Linked DNA regions of Zea mays: region 2 is linked to region 1. A link is a contact called in public Hi-C data. All regions are on one chromosome and are shown on one strand. Each heading gives the region's core, a stretch centred on a gene start, on an enhancer-like site or on the middle of the called end of the contact. The rest is flanking DNA. Distances are from core to core; before and after follow the strand shown.

Evidence for each region. A called contact is a pair of places that touch in the nucleus more often than the background predicts.
Region 2: a Hi-C map of leaf shows a contact between it and region 1, with 4 times the contacts expected there. The contact joins the promoter of LOC541641 here to the promoter of LOC100193727 in region 1. A contact is called at or near these places in 12 of 25 Hi-C or Micro-C datasets (bundle sheath, ear, leaf and 4 more).

The regions. Positions count from the first base shown.
Region 1 is chr3:160,875,433-160,879,852 of Zm-B73-REFERENCE-NAM-5.0, reverse strand. It overlaps LOC100193727, which reads right to left and starts at 2,055. Exons shown (of 2, transcript NM_001138815.1): 1 at 1,856-2,055; 2 at 1-42. The coding sequence starts at 1,944.
Region 2 is chr3:161,079,327-161,083,707 of Zm-B73-REFERENCE-NAM-5.0, reverse strand. It overlaps LOC541641 (histidine kinase 2), which reads right to left and starts at 1,718. Exons shown (of 12, transcript NR_158574.1): 1 at 546-1,718; 2 at 153-434.

The DNA.
Region 1 (4,420 bases), core at 806-3,305:
TCATCCTTGATTGAACCATGTTCGAAGTCAGGTAAATACCACCTGTAGCATATTGATAGCCCAGTTAGTCCATTTTATTTAAGGGAAAATTAGTCTGGACAGGGTATGAACTATGAACAAGATTTTTTTTAACTGCAAAAGAAAAGGAATAATACAATATATAACCCCCAGTTTAGTTGTTTACCATTCGAAGCATTGTTTTGGACAAAAATACATACAGAAGTATGAAAGTGTCATGTCAATAATTTTGACAGAATCACTTGACTGAATGCATGATTTATTCATGTTGTCGTACATGGAGCAACATGCTTACACTCAAAAAATGACTAATCTGTAACTGTTTTCTCTTGCTTGTCCAATGGGAAATATGAATTTATCAACTAGTTCGCTTTCTGTAGTGCACAAGTATCAATTTTGTCATCCATTTTCCAATCAACATTCATCAACCCTCTCTAAAGCCAAGATGTGATATTCATATTATTTGCCAGGCAATCAGACTATCAGAGGTGTCATGGTCAACCAAGTAGTTTATATCAGGAACAACGCTGGCCAATCATATGTTTCTCAGCAGATTAGACTTGGTATACAGAGGATAATATATTATATTCTTGTGAAGGGAAACAAAAACTCAAATGGCTGGATTCTATGTGAATCTGAGGAAAATTGAAGCTGGGAGGATACTCTCCTTATGGCCTGACAGGCAATGCAGTGAAGGCCTCTTTGGATTACATCCAGGAAACATTGCCTGACATGAGAAGCTTGCCAGAACTCAATTTTACTTGCTACAGGATGGCATGTAACTTTCCACAGAAACAAACTCATACAGCCTAGTGAAGAAAAGAAATCGCAAACAGCAAGCAGCCAAGCACGACGACGCTTATCAAAGCGTGCATAAGAACAATAGCGGTGGCATAAGAGCTTAGAACGAGTCCCAGCATCGAGGAAGGGGGCATATTAGAATGGCTTCTCGGGTTTCCACCGCATGTCCAGCTAAGCCCTGGGACTGGGAGCACTGGAGCAGGTTTACCAAGTCCGCCTCCATTAAAAACCAGTAAAGCACGTGAGGTAAGTTGATTTCCTCCCTTTGCTTTGGTCCCCCTTGCCAACAAAGCTCCACGACGCGGCTCAAAAGTCAAACTGACCGGAGATATGTTAAGATTATCATCGGCGTCGCGTTCGCTAAACTAACCTAGGGTGGAGGCTGCCCTGGTCTCGATTCCATGGGGTTGCGTAAATAATAATCGTGTCCTATGCATGGGGCCAATGCCAAAACCTGTGACCATGGGGCACATAAACTAGCAACAGCCAACATGCCAACAGCAAAGTCAGCAAAACGTAATGTAAAACTAGAGCGAGGGAGGGTATACGGATTGTTACATTTCTACGGCGCGCGCCCTGTTCCTCCGTTCAACAGTGCCAAATCTAGCGCGGAGGAGGTAGGGGTGTGGGGGGAGTGGACGCAGGTAACACCAATTCGAGGGGCCGAAAACAGTGGATCGAAATCCTGTGGCGCACAGACAAGCACCCCAAAGATCCGGCCTAGTAATCTGCTTGGGGAAGTGAAACAAACAGGCGCGGCAGATCAATCAATCAACCGACAAAAAAACAATCAGCTAGTGAGGCCGGCAAATTCGCGATGCGATTGCAAACCCCCGCAGCGCGGCGAGCAGATCCGCGCGAGGCGGGGGCAGAACGGCGGGAGTATAAAGGACGGGGGCGGGGCAGCGAGGACGCGGACGAGAGCGCGAGGTGGGAGCGGAGTAATAACCAAACAACGGGGAGAGAGAGAGAGAGGGAGGAGGAGGAGGAGGAGGAGGAGGAGGCCAGGAGGTTTTCGTTCGCTCGTTCGCCTTGCCTGGGGACGGGGTTGCCGTTGGCGCCGTAGAGGTCCCAGAGCTCCTGGACCTGGCCGACGAGCTGGCGCAGCGCGGCCACCTCCCCCATCGCCAGGCCGCCGGCGCCGCAAGCGCGCGCGCGCCGCCGGCCTCCTCACCGCGCCCCTCCACTGCCTCTGTCGCTCGCCCCCTCCTCTACCTCGTCTTCCGGGTCGGGGTCGGGCCTTCCGGTCGCACCCTCCCTTTCCGCTTCGCTAAATGGACAGCAGCGAAGCAGGTGACGGCGTGAGGCCGCGCGTGCCGTGTCCGTTTGCGTGGCTTCGCCCTCGCCGTGTTCCCGTCCCCGTCCCGTGTGGTGTGGGTGCGGTTTGCTTTTGTTTGCTCGGGTTTATAGATAGCTAGTGTCATCGGTTGGGTTGGGTTTGGGTGTGGTGCGGTTTAAGTAAGCATCAATGATGTCTTTTGTTTTATAATTGTTTTATAATATAACTATGTAATATATGGTCATACTTTATAGTGGGAAATACAATACCAAGATAACACACGTATAAACATGTTTATGCTATTACTAAAAAAAACTATAATCATAATTTATGAAACATTAATGGCCGTGGTTTCCTTCTCACAAAGGTAAATTTGTAGATTAGAGAGTGGTTTGCGGGTTGCAGGTTACTATTCTGATGGCCTTGCTCTAGAGAGCCTAAACAAAAAATGGATTGTTGCCTATTTAATTAAAGTTTTTTTTGTATTTGATGATCAATATAGTTATTTAGACTAATGTGTTTGCTAGTGTTGTTTATTATAGTCCAAAGGATGAACGAAGACAACGAAATGATCAAGGAGATCAACACTCTAAAGCAAGACATTGAATAATTATTAAAGATCTATCAATATCATGCAAAAGAGTCCAAGACATAAGATGTAATAAGCCCACACAAGAAACACAAATACATAGAAAACGGGCTAGCACTGGACAGGTGCAGTGTCTATTAAAAATTAGGCTGAAGAATAAGTACACCAAACGCATATGTAAACCTAACAAGTATACCAGATGTCACATTGGATAGAGCATTGGACGTGTCCGATGATGCATCAGATCATTCACCGAACAACATGCTCAAAAAGGGTTGCAAATGCAACCTAGTTGGGTATAGCTTATCGAATATGTGTGTCGCAACGGTTACCTAGGCTTCAATGATTAGCAATGACTAGTTCACAATGGCTAGCTGACGTAAAACTCACTAGATGTGTCTAGTGTGTCATCAGACATGTGTGGTGATGTGCAGAAAAATAAGCTTTGTTTTAACTGCTCTTTTGGGATTGGGAGTGTCGGGGACTATAATTAGGGGTACCCCTAAGACTCCTAATCTCAGCTGGTAACCCCCATCAGCACAAAGCTGCAAAGGCCTGATGGGTGCGATTAAGGTCAAGGCTCGGTCCACTCAAGGGATACGATCTCGCCTCGCCCGAGCCCAGCCTCGGGCAAGGGCAGCCGACCCCGGAGGATCCACATCTCGCCCGAGGGCCCCCTCAAGCAACGGACACACCTTCGGCTGCCCGAGACCCAGTCTTCGCCAAGAAGCAACCTTGGCCAAATCGCCACACCGACCGACCGTATCGCAGGAGCATTTAATGCGAGGATCGCCTGACACCTTATCCTGACGTGCGCTCTTCAGTCGACAGAGCCGAAGTGACCACAGTCACTTCGCCGCTCCACTGACCGACCTGACAAGAAGACAGCGCCGTCTGCGTCGCTCCGACTGTTGTGCCGCTCGACAGAGTGAGGCTGACAGCAGCCAAGTCCGACCTCGGGCGCCATAGGAAGCTCCGCCTCGCCCGACCCCAGGGCTCGGCCCCCGTCTCGGCCTCGGACGACGAACTCCGCTTCGCCCGACCCCAGGGCTCGGACTCAGCCTCGGCTCCGGAAGACGACGGACTCCGCCTCGCCCGACCCTAGGGCTCGGACTCAGCCTCGACTCCGAAAGACGACGAACTCCGCCTCGCCCGACCCCAAGGCTCGGACTCGGTCTCGGCTCCGAAAGACGACGAACTCCGCCTCGCCCGACCCGGGGCTCGGATTCGACCTCGACCTCGGAGGAGCCTTCGCCTCGCCCGACCTAGGGCTCGGACCGACCACGTCACAGGGGGGGCCATCATTACTGTAACATCCCAAAATCCTAACCTAGGTTTGAAACCCTAATCTACCCCTCCCCTCTTTTCATCCTCTAATTCCAAAAACTCCCTTAGATTTTCTTTCATCATATGCATACACTTTGTTTGATCACAAGCACCTCACTTAGATTTTATTTTCCAACACCTAGAATATCCACCAAATAATTTTGTGCAAAAAGAAAAAGAAACAAATAAGAAATGAGTTGAGAAGGTAAAAAGAAAAAGGAAAAGAATCCCCCCTCTGCTGGGCCAATTCCGGCCCATGGCGCGACCGCCTCCCCTCCCGCGCGCCCGCGCATTCCTCTCCCTCGGTCCATTAGTCGGCCTGCTCACGCGCGAAGCCGCCCGCACGCTCCCCTCACCCGCTCTCGCTGACACGCCAGCCCCACCCGCCAGCCCCTCTCGCTCGCGCG
Region 2 (4,381 bases), core at 469-2,968, 200 kb before region 1:
TGAAAAAGGGGTAGCAACAGATTATGACTGGTGAGCACATGGTGAACACCAAAGACTGCAGCTTTTTTTACGGCTGTGGTCCTGCTCTGTAAAAAAGATGAAGAAATCTTGCGAGGAGAAGGTAGGGGGCTGGGGGCAGGGCGAGTGCTCACGGCGCCGGATAGCAAGTCGAAGGAGATGACGTGCTTGTAGGCGTCCTGCGCGAAGATTACGGGAGCATACTCCTCCGCCGGCTCCCGCACCTCGGCGTCCTCGGCGTTCCCGGGTCCCTGCGACTGATTCTTGGTCTTGGAGGAGTACATCTTCTTGATGCTCCATCCCTGCTGGCGCTCAAACTGCTCCCGCTCGGCGTGCGTGACCCGCACCCCGTACGCGACCCCGCTCGTCAGCGGCCGCTCGAACGCCGTCCTCTCCGCATACCTCGCGAACGTTTTCTGCAGCAACGGTCAGATGGATTTCGTCACGCCCGGGAGAAGAAATCTTGCTTAGCCTTAGATTGAGGTGAAGGAACACTCCCTAGGATAGCAGCACAGCAGGGTACCTACCTGGTCGATGGCGGAGGGTGTCTTGGAGTGGTGGAAGGTGGAGACGAGGATGGCGAGCGCCTGGAGGTGGTTCATGCTGACGTTAAATTGGTCCTGGAGCATGCGCGCGCGCTCGTCGCACATGCTGGCGAGAGACTCCCGGCGCTTGCCGACGGCCTGGTAGCTCATGCAAAGGTAGATGAGGGAGGCGACGAGGACCCAAGAGCTGACCCAGAGCGGGATGAGCCAGCTGGAGCTGTCCCGCACCTTGCGCATCCGGTAGTTAGTGAAGAGGTGCGTCCGCAGCGTCCTGGCCGACAGCTTCTCCGGCAGGCGGAGCGGCGGCAGGAGGACGCGCATCCGATCGAGGCTCAGGAAGCCGAGCCCGGGAGCGCCGCCCTTCTCCCCCATCCCGGCTCCACCGCTCCTCCCGCGCGCCGTAACGGTCATTCCCCTTTCCCTTTCCTCGCGGGTCGGGGAGCTAGCGCTACATCTCCTTCCGGACGCCGGCGGCGGCGCGGCGGCTGATGCTGCTTCTCCGGCGGCCGAGGCCCGCGGCGCGCATGCTCCGGCGGGCGTCCGCGTGATCGACGGACCGATCGGGGGAGACACGGGGCGGGTGCGACGACAGGGGGCGGAAGGGGCCGGAACGCGGGGAGCTAATTTATGGAGGCCGCCGTGCTGTAGCAGCCGCCCACCCGCCCACTGTTGGCTCCAATTGAATGCCCCCGAGGGAGCAGGCACGTCCGCAAGGGGCAGGCTTTCTTTCCTCCACCCCCGCCCCTCTCTCTTTCTCCCTCTCTTCCCCCTTCCTCTTGATTTCTCGCCGCACAGGCTTGATTTCTCCAGGAAGGAAGCAGCGGCAAATCTTGGGAGCCGCTGGTTTGACCAGACACCAGAGGACGGGAGGGGAGCAGGGCGGCTGAGGAGAGAGGATACGAATACGAAACGACTAGCGAGTAGAAGCACGGGACGGACGGGAATAGCAACAGCAACAGCGAGCGGACAGAGGATGGTATTGGTGCCGGCGGGAGACGAGGAGATTGGGGGAGAAAAGCGACCAAGCAGGTGAGGTGCGACGAGACGAGAGGGTGGAGGGGAGGAGACTGGGGAGAAAAGCGACCAAGCTGCAGGCGGGGTGAGACGAGAGGGTGAAGTGGGGGCAGAACAGAGCAGAGCAGAGCAGCACTGCAGCTGCTGCGGTAGGGGCGCTCTCTCGGCTGGTCGAGGGGAGAAGAGGGATTGGGGCACGGAGGAAGAAGGGAAAGGAGAGGTGGCACCAGTCACAACAGTAGGAGAGGCCAGCAAGCCGTTTGTCATCGTCGATAGGGAGTTTTCGTATCTCTATTTTACGGTGGCAGGTGTAAATTTGCTACAGATAGTATTAACTGCTCTATGCTCTATAATTTTACTGTTTCGCTGATGTGTCACGCCAAATGAATACACCACATAGATCCTATTTCGAATGGAGGGATATGTAAAAAATCAGCTTTACCTTCAATCATATCTCTTTGCTAATCATTGCCAGTGGGGCAATAATGACAAAGTTGTAGACCGGTTACTATTTACCATAGCAAATTTTAGTTCTCATAATAAAACTACCAGACATAGACAAGTTGTTGGATTAGCTTTAATCTAAAACGGTTTTTACTGTATTTTATATTTGTGTATTACACCTGCAGCGGTATGAATATCTAGCTTTAATCCGAAGCGAAGAGACTGAGAAATGATGTCTATATCAATATCAAATAGTTAAATATTTCACATGCAGGTGGCAATCTCATCTTCCCCGGACCTACTCTTCTATGGGCCTTCCCCTTATTAGATTATCTTCAGTAGTCTCCTTACAACATTCCGTGTTTCATATTTGATACTGTAAACAGTACATACTATAGTAAAAATTGTGTTTTACACGTCCATATACACACTTAGCTGTAGATAGCTTTATGGTTAGAGCAAGGTTAATAATATAGCTTATAATAGGGGTTATAATGTTGTCATGTCATGTACTATTAGCTAAAAGTCTAGTCAATAAGTTATATGTTTAATACTTGGTTCATCTCTTACTCTCACAAATTATGTTGAAGACTGTGTTTAGCCCGCTTTCAGCTGGCTATTATGATCAGCATGTTCTCTTTCTCTCTTTATTTCTTTTTCTTCCGCATCACCATAAATCTGACATGAGATATCTTACTCCGTCTACATCACCTTATTATACTTGATCTTATGAGCTGATCCTCTCGTCATGTCGTGCACCCCTCACTAACTTGTACTTAATCACCTTCATCACTCCATAGGCCTCGGAGCAAAGGAATAAAAACACATCATTCGATATTCGAAAGAATAACTACACCACAAAATCTCATAAAAAGCCACTAAGAGACTCGGTGCCAGCTTGGGACCCCTAGTGCCTTGAGACGTCCTAGGACAAAACAATCTAAGTCCTTAAGGACCATCGTGCTCGAGTCTCTAATCAGCAAATCAACTCCCTAGGATCCCTCATGCTCCGAGATGCTCATGAGTTTAAGTCCCTAGGGCCCTCGTGTCGTAGGACGTTATGAAGGATACGAGTGCTTAGGGCAGTCTGTCCCCTAGAGCACTTAACATCACTTAGAGGTTCGAGGCCCTCTACTGGCCCTCGAATTCCTATAGTCCCAACCTCTCATTATGAGAGTGGTCGGACCCTGAATTCTATGGTTTGAAGCCCCCGTGGTATACAACTAAGTGTAATCCTGTCAAAAGACTGAAGGATGTGTTTGATTTCACTAGATTCACTTGGATATTCTTTCTTCATGATAAATCAAGTGTATATGAAACCTTCGAGTATTTTGTTAAAAGAGCTCAAAATGAACTTCAGAATAACATAAATAAAGTTAGAAGTGATAATGGTATAGGGTTAAAAATGCAAGAGTTGACAAATATTGTGATGACAAGGATATCAAACTTGAATTTTTAACCGAATATACTTTGGAGCAGAATGGTATAATTGAAAGGAAGAATAAGATTATTATTGATATGGTAAGATATACGCTCTCAGAATACAATGTTTGGATTCATTTTGGGCGAAGTTATCAATATTGTGTAACACCTCTAGACTATCCCTTAGAGTCAATTTGATTTTTTGGCAAGAACCATTAGAGGAGAGATAGTTATTTTCAAAATAGAGTTTGAATTATGTGATGCATTCATCTTGGAGCAAGGATTTTTCTTGTTATAGAATTTCAAAAAGATTTGCTTTGGTGCTCTATTTATTTTTGTGAAGGCTAATTTATTTTAATTATATGGGACTATCGGTACCCTGAATCAGGGGTACCCCTTACTACAGTATGAAGACACAATGCCCGTGCGGCGATCTCTAACCGCGCGGTGAACAGCACCCGACCCCACCATGTGGACGGCTCAAGAGGCGCCACGTGACCAGGAAAGATGATATATCCCAGGATGCAATCAGTTGGACCGGACCTCCGCGAGGAAGCGCCGGACCCCTGTACGCACAACCCAGACCCCCGAATACGGTTCGGGACTCCCAAGTAGTGTGTCGGGTCCCTTGGATGGGGTCCGGATCCCTCTGAGTAAGGTCCGGGCCACCCACAGCGAGGTCCCGGGACAGGGGATGCCCTGGCCTAAGCAAGGGTCCGGTACTGACACGTGTCCAGGCCTTATCCTGTGCGCTTGCGCTCCCCGCTCAGGCGGAGACCCGATGCTGCCACATGGCTTGTTGCCCGTGACGTAAGCCAGCGGGCGGAGCCTGACGTAAGGCCTCTGGGCCGCGCGGTCTTTGCATTTATTGTGGAGAGGACGCGCCGCCTATCCACCCTACTGACAGGTGATGTGCCCCCTCAGCATTTAATGTGTCC